2 separate regions of the Mus musculus genome follow, and region 2 is linked to region 1. A link is a contact called in public promoter capture Hi-C data. All regions are on one chromosome and are shown on one strand. Each heading gives the region's core, a stretch centred on a gene start, on an enhancer-like site or on the middle of the called end of the contact. The rest is flanking DNA. Distances are from core to core; before and after follow the strand shown.

Region 1 (4,501 bases), core at 1,596-4,095:
CCATTCTTCCTTTCTGGAATAGTAATGTCTGTCTGTCTGCCTGCCTGTATGGACATATATCCTATCCCATTACATGTTAGAAGCATGTATTCTGCATTTTGATTTTTTCAAGAGGCTACAATTAATAACCTTTAATTAATAGTTCTTCTGATTGACTTCAGAAGAATTTTAAACAGTGCAGAAAATGTTAAAGACTATGGGGGACTTTAAAGTTAGACTGAATGCATTGTGCATTGGCCATGAGTCTATGGGTTATAGGAAGTGAGTTATGGTCACTTGGGTGAGAATGTTTCCCGTAGGCTCAGGAACTTGACTACCTAGTCCCCACGTGATGGCACTGTTTGGTGAGGAGGGACTGGCTTGTGGATGAAGTACTTCTCTGGGAGTGGGCTTTGTCACAGCCTTGACATCATTCCAGGTCTCTTTCTGCTCTGTGTGTCTGCCGTTGAAGGCACCTCGCTCACATCATTTTGAACTGTAGACCGAAATGAACTCTTTTTCTAAGTCACTTTTGCTCATGATGTTTTACACCAGCAACAGAAAATCAGTTACTATACCCTCTATTACAGCCCCAGATCTGGTCTGTGTCACAAAAGCATTACATAAGCACCACTGTTTAACCCTGTGAACCCCGGTTGCAATTACAGATATAGAATTCTTAAAGTTGAACTTAAAGATGAAACTACTTCCAAAGACAGCTTAGTCCTAAGGTAGCATTTTACTATAGACCTAGTAATAGTTTTAAATTTACATTCAGAAATAAGTAGAGATAATTTGTGATCTCCTTGAAAATTAAGAGTGGCTTCCTAACTCACTGCACACATAGAATTCTGAAGCTAGTGAATTCACAGGCATCCATCATGAGAGGTTATGGGATAGGTGAAATGCAACTAAGACAGCAAAACACAGGACCCTGGCTCATTTGTCTATTCACTTACATACCAATCTCGTCACTGTCAAAGTCATCGGAGTATTCGGAACTTCTCTGCCTGGCTGACCGGGCTGTAATGGCTCTGATCAGCTCATCCTGCAACGAGATCAGTAACTAACATCAATTCCCATTCAAGCAGGGATGTCTCGTACTTAGATCTTAAAACAACTATACTCGGTTATTCTACATTCACATTTAAGTTCATTCACCCAACTTTACTCTAAGCCTACGCTGTACAACGTACCCACGTCATCAGACTCAGCGCAGAATTGAGCCATTTCCTCGGGACTGGTAAATAAATAGGAAGTGACTACTAGTATTAGATAGATTAATTGCAGGTTACAATCTTCGCTAAATGCTAATGAATGATAGGGGCATCAATTTAATTGGATTTACTAGAAACTGACATTCTGTTACAGATGCCTACATTTTGAGGGAGGGAAGTGCTTAGGTTTGACAAGCATGACAGGCTACTTTGATAGCCTACCACTGAGGCAGACCCTCAGCCTCAAACTGGTCCTTGAAGTGTATTACAGAGATGGGCATAATGTGATAAACACGGGAACAAGAGTTGGATGCAGCATTGGCACAGTCAGACCTTGTGACGCTTACGACAGAAAACCAAAATCTAAAGAGAGCCAAGCTCTGAAGTCGCTCTTTGGCTTGCAACTTAGAAACCAAATATTGAAGACAGGATCCTACAGAGAGGGGTGTTTCAATACTGGAGCCCAAAGTTGACAGATGACCTACAACACACTAACAGTGAAGCAAGAACTCCTCCCACGTCATGCCAGATCTTGTGAGAACCAGCAAGGGCTAGGCAGCAGCATAATCAAAACCAAATGCTTTGCAGCGTTTTACCTGAAAGGAAGTTCTCTTGGTAGCCTTTGGACTCTTGGTGTACGCCAAAGTTGTGCTGAAGATTTCATCGGACATGGTGTGTCCTTTTTCTCTGCTTTTATACAACAGTTAATAAATTACTGAAATAATTCATTCAACCTCTGATGGTGGCTGAAATATACATATAAATATTTTAAAGAATTAGACGTTTTTACATGATCAAGACACTGTTCCTGGGATTAGTGCCCCACAACCCCGCTCCAAAGAGAAATCGCTCTAATCATTGTACAATATATTCACCTAAAAACGTTAAGAGCGTTTTATGTTAAGTACATAAAAATTTCACAACAAATTGGTTTTCACGAAAAGAAAATCCATGAGGAAGTTATTACTGTTCTACATCCACTAGAAGGATGAATGAACTACATAATAACAAAATGTTGCCAAACAATTTCACTTTCCATTATTAAAAACACACAGCATTGCGGACGCCACCACGACTTAGTTCAAGCTGCAACCAAGAGGACTGTCAAGGTTCCCAGCCCCGGAAATGGCTTGCACATAACAGTATTCAAAACGATGCTTAACCACAAGCAGCAGCGACATTTTCCCAAACCATTCGTTTGCTGTTACACACACATCTCCACACTAAGTTGCAGCACATCAGGCTTCCAGCGCGCGACGTCGGAGGCCCATTTGGATCGCCGGCCACCGCCCAGAGCTCCCCGGGCTGGCCAGGCGGCGTCCGCATCCCAGCTCCGCGCGGCTCCCGGCCCAGCACGCGCCAGGGCCCCGCACACCCAGCACGGTCCCCTCCGTTCCTCCACGTACCACGGCCCGCGCCTCCTGCATCCACCCCGCTCCCCGTGCACCCGGGCCCCTGTGACCACCTGAGAACCCAGCGGCTATGCTCTAGCACAGGTGTCGCCCCCGGCCCGGGCCTCGCGGTCTGGGAAACCAGGTATTGGAATAACCTGGAGGCGGGGCAAAAGATGGAGGCAGAAGGCGGTTGCTAGGCAACAGCGTCCCCGGGAGGAAGTGACTTCCAACCGCCTGGTCTCTTGGGTACCCAACACCGCCTTTCCGCCGGCGTCGCTGGGACAACCGCACAGACCAAGGAAGTGACATCACTGGTGGAGGTGTTGGGAGCGCGGTGCCCTATCAGCTTGTGTGCAATGGCTGTTACCTAGGAAACAAGACCGGCCCTCTGCCATCACGCCACAAGGAACCTTGATTGCCCCTGCTCAGAGTCCTTGTTTATAGGCAGGTATTGCGTGACCACGATGCAAAGCTTCCTTTTGCTAGTTAGAACGTGGAATGCGTGAGTCAGTGCAGTGTCAGCGGACTCAACAGAACGACGTAGTAGTGACGTTTGCAATCGTCGGAGTTAAACTGCACGTTTGATTCTTGGAATATGCAAAATAAGATCTCTATGATTTGATAAGAAACTAATAAGACTGTCTCCTTAAAGGATTGCAGTGAATACCGAATACAATATATAGCGAAATATTGGGAAATGTTTAGAATCGCATTCAGTTAATATTACATAGGAGCGTTTCTTGTAAGTAATGCAGTTGGGGGGGGGGGGGCGGAGGAGGAGGAGGCAGAGAGTAGGGGTAGGGGTGTGTGTGCTAAAGTATCCCATAAGCACACACAGCCCAGAGCCTGTTTTACATCTTTGGTGAAAAGTTTACCCTTTCTATATTTAGTAGATAATCTGGTTAAAAAGAAGTCAGCAAATAAAACACAGGGGAGAAGGCTGGAAAAAGTACTGCTGACAGTATCACTATCTTTGCCATTTAATAATTTATTAATACACAAAACACTTAAACTTTTAAAGTTACACAGACTTCATCTATTTTTAACTTGAAAAAGGTATGTCGAAATCAATTCATTAACAAGTGACTAAACTTGTTTCTGTATCTCCACAATGTTTCTTTTAAAAAATAACCCTGACAAATAGATCTTTAAATACACAAAAACAAATATGAAGTTCAGTGAGAAAAAGGTTTCTAAGTAATATTTGCAATAACTCCTTTAAAAAGCCTAGTTTAAGTTTTTCAACTTGTTCTTGGTTGGTAAATTTGTTTTGGCTAATTATGTTGTTTTTAACTATTTTTAAGTGAATATCTGCATAAGGAAAAGATTTTCTATTTTCACCAGTTACTGTTAGCTTTTCTATCCTACATTTTATTAACATCTATGATTCTGATAAAGGCCCTGTACCCACGGCGGGTACCCAAATGGGAAGAACTAATTTTTAGATAATGTGTAAGGGCTCTATTCATTTGGTATTCATTTAACTGATATAACTTTAATGTAGGCATGACTTACAAAAATAAACTTACAACAACATCAATGATAGAGAACACTGAGTTCCCAGCTACCAATAGGGCCGGGTTGCACACAATGGGAATGGGTTTCGGATGGTTGTTTGCCACAAGCACAAAGTGAGAGGCTCTAAAGAGAATTCTTTCTAGCAGCAATTCAGTTGTTACACATGTGAGTTTGAGTTGAGTACTAAGTATGGGAGAGAAGGCTGGACCTGAAGTCCAGTATATGGACCCACCTAACCATGGTTTTGAGTGGCTCAGCACAGGAACTGCTTTTAGTTAGTGCTCAAGATAATTTACTGTCAGTGATTCTTCAGGTTGCCTTTTGGTTTTGGTGTGTGTGTGTCTTTGTGTGTGTGCATGTGTGCACCTGCATGAGCACCTGTGCATGCCTGCA
Region 2 (4,546 bases), core at 1,115-3,614, about 17 Mb before region 1:
AAGTAACCTAACCATCCCCTGGTTTCATAAAACCACCTATATGATAAATACGCATGTCTTTCTATTATAATATGCTTTTACAAAATAATGTTTTGTTTTTTACAAAGGTTATGAGATGTCATAAAAATGTCCAGTGCATCTGGTTTGAGAATCCAATTCTTTCTTCACATATTTCTGCATCTGCTCACAAAATCCCTTTGACTTCAAAGGACGCTTTTCAATAGAAAAAGAAGACACACACAGGAAGAGTGGCCATAAATTTTTAGGAGTCCTTTTCCAAGGCCACTTTAATAATGGCCATAGAGGACAGGTATCTCTTTCAGAAACTTAAAATGCCCAAACAGCATCAGTGACTATAGGTTTGTAGGAAGATTTATGCTTTTAAATTTTCCTGGTTATAAAAGTGATATATCTGCAATTTGAAACACACAAAAACAAAGGCTTAAAGCACGCTTCAATTACTTTTAATCCACTATTTAGGATGAACAAAGCCCATCAAAAATGGTTGTTTTCCTTCCAGTCTTTCTTCCTATGAGTAAACACTTCTGTGCAAACACTGCTGCCATCATATTCTGAACACAGTGTTTAATCTTTTCCATCAGTCTTTCAGGAGAACTTCATCAGTGCTTTGGTACCTGCATCATCATGTGTACTGAGCAAGCATCCTGCCACTTAGCTATCCTCTCACTTTTTATTTTGAGACAAAGAATTTCACTTAATCACCCAGGCTGGTTTTAAACTTGTGACCCCCTCCCCTCCTCCTCTGCCACCAGAATAGCTGGGATTCCAGGCCTCTGCCACCAGACTGGGCTTGCCTTAATCTTTCATGCTATCATTTTTAACTGATATGCATTATAACACTGCAGAAACTAACTTTAACATTTAATTCTTTATATTTAAAGTGAAATCAAGGGTTTAAAAACAGTAATCTGTCCTAGATATTCTTGGTTGTATACACATTAATATGCCTATCAGATTCCAAAAAATGAAATTCCCAAACCTCAAGAAAAACAACATTTGATGATTAAAGCCGGAATCAATTCTTAACTAACACTGTTTCTTAAAATGTAAAGTAACATTTGAATAGTTGTTTGCTGAATTTCTAGTATTGTGTCTTTTATTCGTAAAGAATCTTGTGAAGTTTACATTAAAGAAAAAAAAAGTAAGTTCAGAGAATGAGTAACTTGTGGGATGATTCAAAATATAATATTACATGCTAGTTTCATCTACTCTTGCTGGCTATGTTTTACCTTCATAGTCATGAACCCATAAGCTTTCCAGTCTTGGAAGTACATCAACATGCCAATCACTCCAATTCTCCCTCTATTCCATCTGCCCAGAGGATTACAACTGGTTCTGTAACACAGCTAGCAAATGTTAGAAAAAGCCAGGAACTTTTAGGACCAGGCCAGAAAGCTTTCCAATAATACATCAGTTACAACATGACACCCTCATGTCATATCTGTGCATTAATGGCTATGAATATGCAATGTGTAAAAATTACTTCATCACAGAAGTTCAAGTTTCCTTCCCGCTCTCAGACAAGACTTCCGAGATCATCTATGTCAAACTGATATATTCTGGGATGTTTTGTGCTTGTCAGAACAAAGCAAATTCCCCAACACCTTTTGGCTCTGAGGATAAAATGCAAATGTGGCGGGGCTCGACATAATATATCATGCTCATCAGCTCAGTCGTGGTAATCGCAGTGCTGCCAGGCAAGCAACACTATGAAGTACCTCGGCAGCTTGTTGCTGTTGGTTACAGGGCCTGGTAGATGCAGGCGCCTAAGGATCACCGAGCACCGATTCTTGCTCGCGTTCCACACGCTAGCTACTGCACTAACCTAAACAACCCAATTCTAAGAAAACTTTTCTGATTTCTCCGCTGCACCCCGGGAAGTTGTAAGGGGGAGGAGGCTAAAAACGTAACAGAACGGTGCGCAAGAGAACGATCGATCGCAGAGCAACTAAGTTTCTGATAACGTCACACTCTTTCAGGAGATGGCTTCCTGCGTTGCCAGGCAACACTGGCCACGCGGCCCGGCGGCGTGTGCTTTCCAGCAGCAGCACCTCCTGCGGTCACATGTGTGCAACGTCGCTGTGGTCTGAGTTGGGGACAGTCATAGGCTAGTGGACCTCGGAGAGAAAGTGTGGAGGGCTCTTTACAGGAAGCAGGAAGGGAGAAATAAGTGGCGGAAGGGAAGGGGAGCGGGAAGGCGCTCGCAGGATCGGAGACCTAAAGCAGAAGACCGGCTCGGGTTACCTGGGGAGCCAGAGTTGCTGCGGGTCCTTTGTGAAGTGCCCGGATGAAGCGCCAGCACTCACGGGCCTTCCGCACAGAGAACAGCGCCATCTTGAGAAGGGCGGGGCCGCCGGCCCGGAATGACGTCTGCGGGCGAGCCGAGTTGTGCTTACTACGCATGCGCCTGTCCTCTGGGCTGCCGCTGGCCAAAGTAGCTCAGTACCGATGTTTCCTAAGTTTGCAGCGCAGGTGCGCCTTGGAATAGGTGGCCCTAGGCTTTAGTGTTTTCCCGACCATCTTCTCCTTTGTGCCAGCTTCCTTGAGGGAGACTCAAGAAATGAGTTGTTGCTCTTTAGACGTGGAAGTAAAGGAAATCACCCACCCTAAACGAAGGCTAAAAACAGACCCACGGCTCCTGGAATCCTAGCACCTTCGGATTTCCTTGGAGACCAAAGGTGGAAAAAAATAGGTAATTTCTCACCCTGCAGTTCCGAAGAAAAGCAGTCAATGATTCTGGCAAAGCCATGTCTCACCACCTGCTCTCTAATACAAAACTACATGACTTGCTATCCTGTGTTCATTGATACTGAACCTTAGACCAATAAACGTCAGCTCTCACAGTTTTGAAGTTGAACTGGGTTTATTTCATTTTCCCTCCATTGACTTATTTCTTACAGGAAAAAGTCATGTAGTTTTTTGTTTGTTTGTTTGTTTTTTAATCAAGCTTCCAGATGCAGCTTTCCATTCGTGTCTCTTAAGAATGAAGCCTGCTTCTCTTAGAGGACCATAAATGACTTTTTGAGACCTACATGCTGGTCATCGGGTCTGCAACTTTACTCTAGTGCCCTGAGTGAAACACTGATGGATATGTGTGTACCTTGCCTTCCGGAAGTGTGGGGTCTCATGGGTTCAGAGAATGAATTATGCATACTGACGAGGTGATATAGAAGCAAGTACCAAGTTCAGAGTGGACAATGCTTAGAGCTGCAGTGCTCCGCGGAGGTTCAGTAACAATGACACCAGTGATGCTTGATGGAAGATGTTTTGTGTAAAGATGATGACTTCTCTCAGTGAACTGAAAACTCTCAGATTAAAAATCAGTAAAAAATATAAAGAGCAGATTTGACACAATCCCATTGCATTGGTTATATTAGTCTAAGAAACACATACTGGAAATTATCAAAGATTCATAGGCAGTAAGCTGTATTTGAGATGCCTGTACTCCCGAGGAGTTGAAATCTAAAGTAAGATAAAACTCCAGTCATACAATAAAATCTTAGAAGCATGCAATTGTTCCAGAGTAACTGGAAGTGAGCAGGGAAGGAATTACAGGTATGAGGTGGAGAAAGCTGAAGAAGCCATGGTTCCGCCCTCAGCAGAACATAACAATATGATTTTGTTGTTAAAATTTGAGGCACATGTATTTCCAGGTGCAATGCACTTTGACTACATACCCGAGTATAGAGCCAACGGGACACTTGAGCTACAAAACATGGTAATAGACTCCAAAAACTGAATAAACTAGATTGAATTTAGAATAAAAAGTGGCCGAGTAATGGAAATAAAGTGGCCAGGAATTAATAGAAAACCCAAGACACATGGTGTAGCAGAAGCCCAGGACAAAGCCAGTCAAGAGAAGATATAGACAATGGTTACTGTAACATGGGGTTTTATAAATGCCTTAGGTGTCTAGTCTTCAGATAGAAAGCAAAGTATTACTATTTGCATAGCTATATAATTAATTAGATTATAACCCCAGGAGTTAACATTAGACTTCTAATGTTCTTAGCTATCCAGATTGCAGAATAAAAAACCCTGGCATCAAGCCAGTGATGCCAGTGCATTTTCAGAGTCTTCTGCCCAGGTGCCTATCTAGTACTGGTAACATTTTAATGGGGGGGGGGGATATCTCCAGGACACGTTCTCAGTAAAGACACTTTATCAATACTCGCCTTCAATACCATAATGTTTGAATAAATCATTTGCTGTTGTGACTCATTATTAGGAAAACATCTCTTACATTATTATGAAAATATCCCTTACATACTTTTGCTGGCCCTCACAGATAAGTTAATAATACCCCTTGAAGTCAATAAAGATTGCTATGCTTCTGTGTACTGAGCCTGTTTAATCTGCCTTTAAGAGAGCAAGGGACAGAGGAAATGATATAATTCCAAAAAATAAAAAAGAGAACAATGTAATAACCAACCTTATTTGCCTCGTATTTCCCAGGCAATCAACCTTTATAACTGGAGCTAATGCTTTGCTATAATATTAAGATACATACCCTTCCATGCCTCTG

The links. Promoter capture Hi-C pulls out the DNA fragments that hold promoters and counts their contacts.
Region 2: a contact with region 1 is called in a promoter capture Hi-C map of pre-B cells. The contact joins the promoter of Wars2 here to the promoter of Map9 in region 1. A contact is called at or near these places in 1 of 39 promoter capture datasets (pre-B cells) and 1 of 484 Hi-C or Micro-C datasets (CD4 T cells).

The regions. Positions count from the first base shown.
Region 1 is chr3:82,356,416-82,360,916 of GRCm38.p6, reverse strand. It overlaps Map9 (microtubule-associated protein 9), which reads right to left and starts at 2,845. Exons shown (of 14, transcript NM_001081230.1): 1 at 2,662-2,845; 2 at 1,793-1,942; 3 at 943-1,027. The coding sequence starts at 1,867.
Region 2 is chr3:99,138,908-99,143,453 of GRCm38.p6, reverse strand. Wars2 (tryptophanyl tRNA synthetase 2 (mitochondrial)) reads right to left here and starts at 2,364. Exons shown (of 6, transcript NM_027462.4): 1 at 2,266-2,364. The coding sequence starts at 2,355.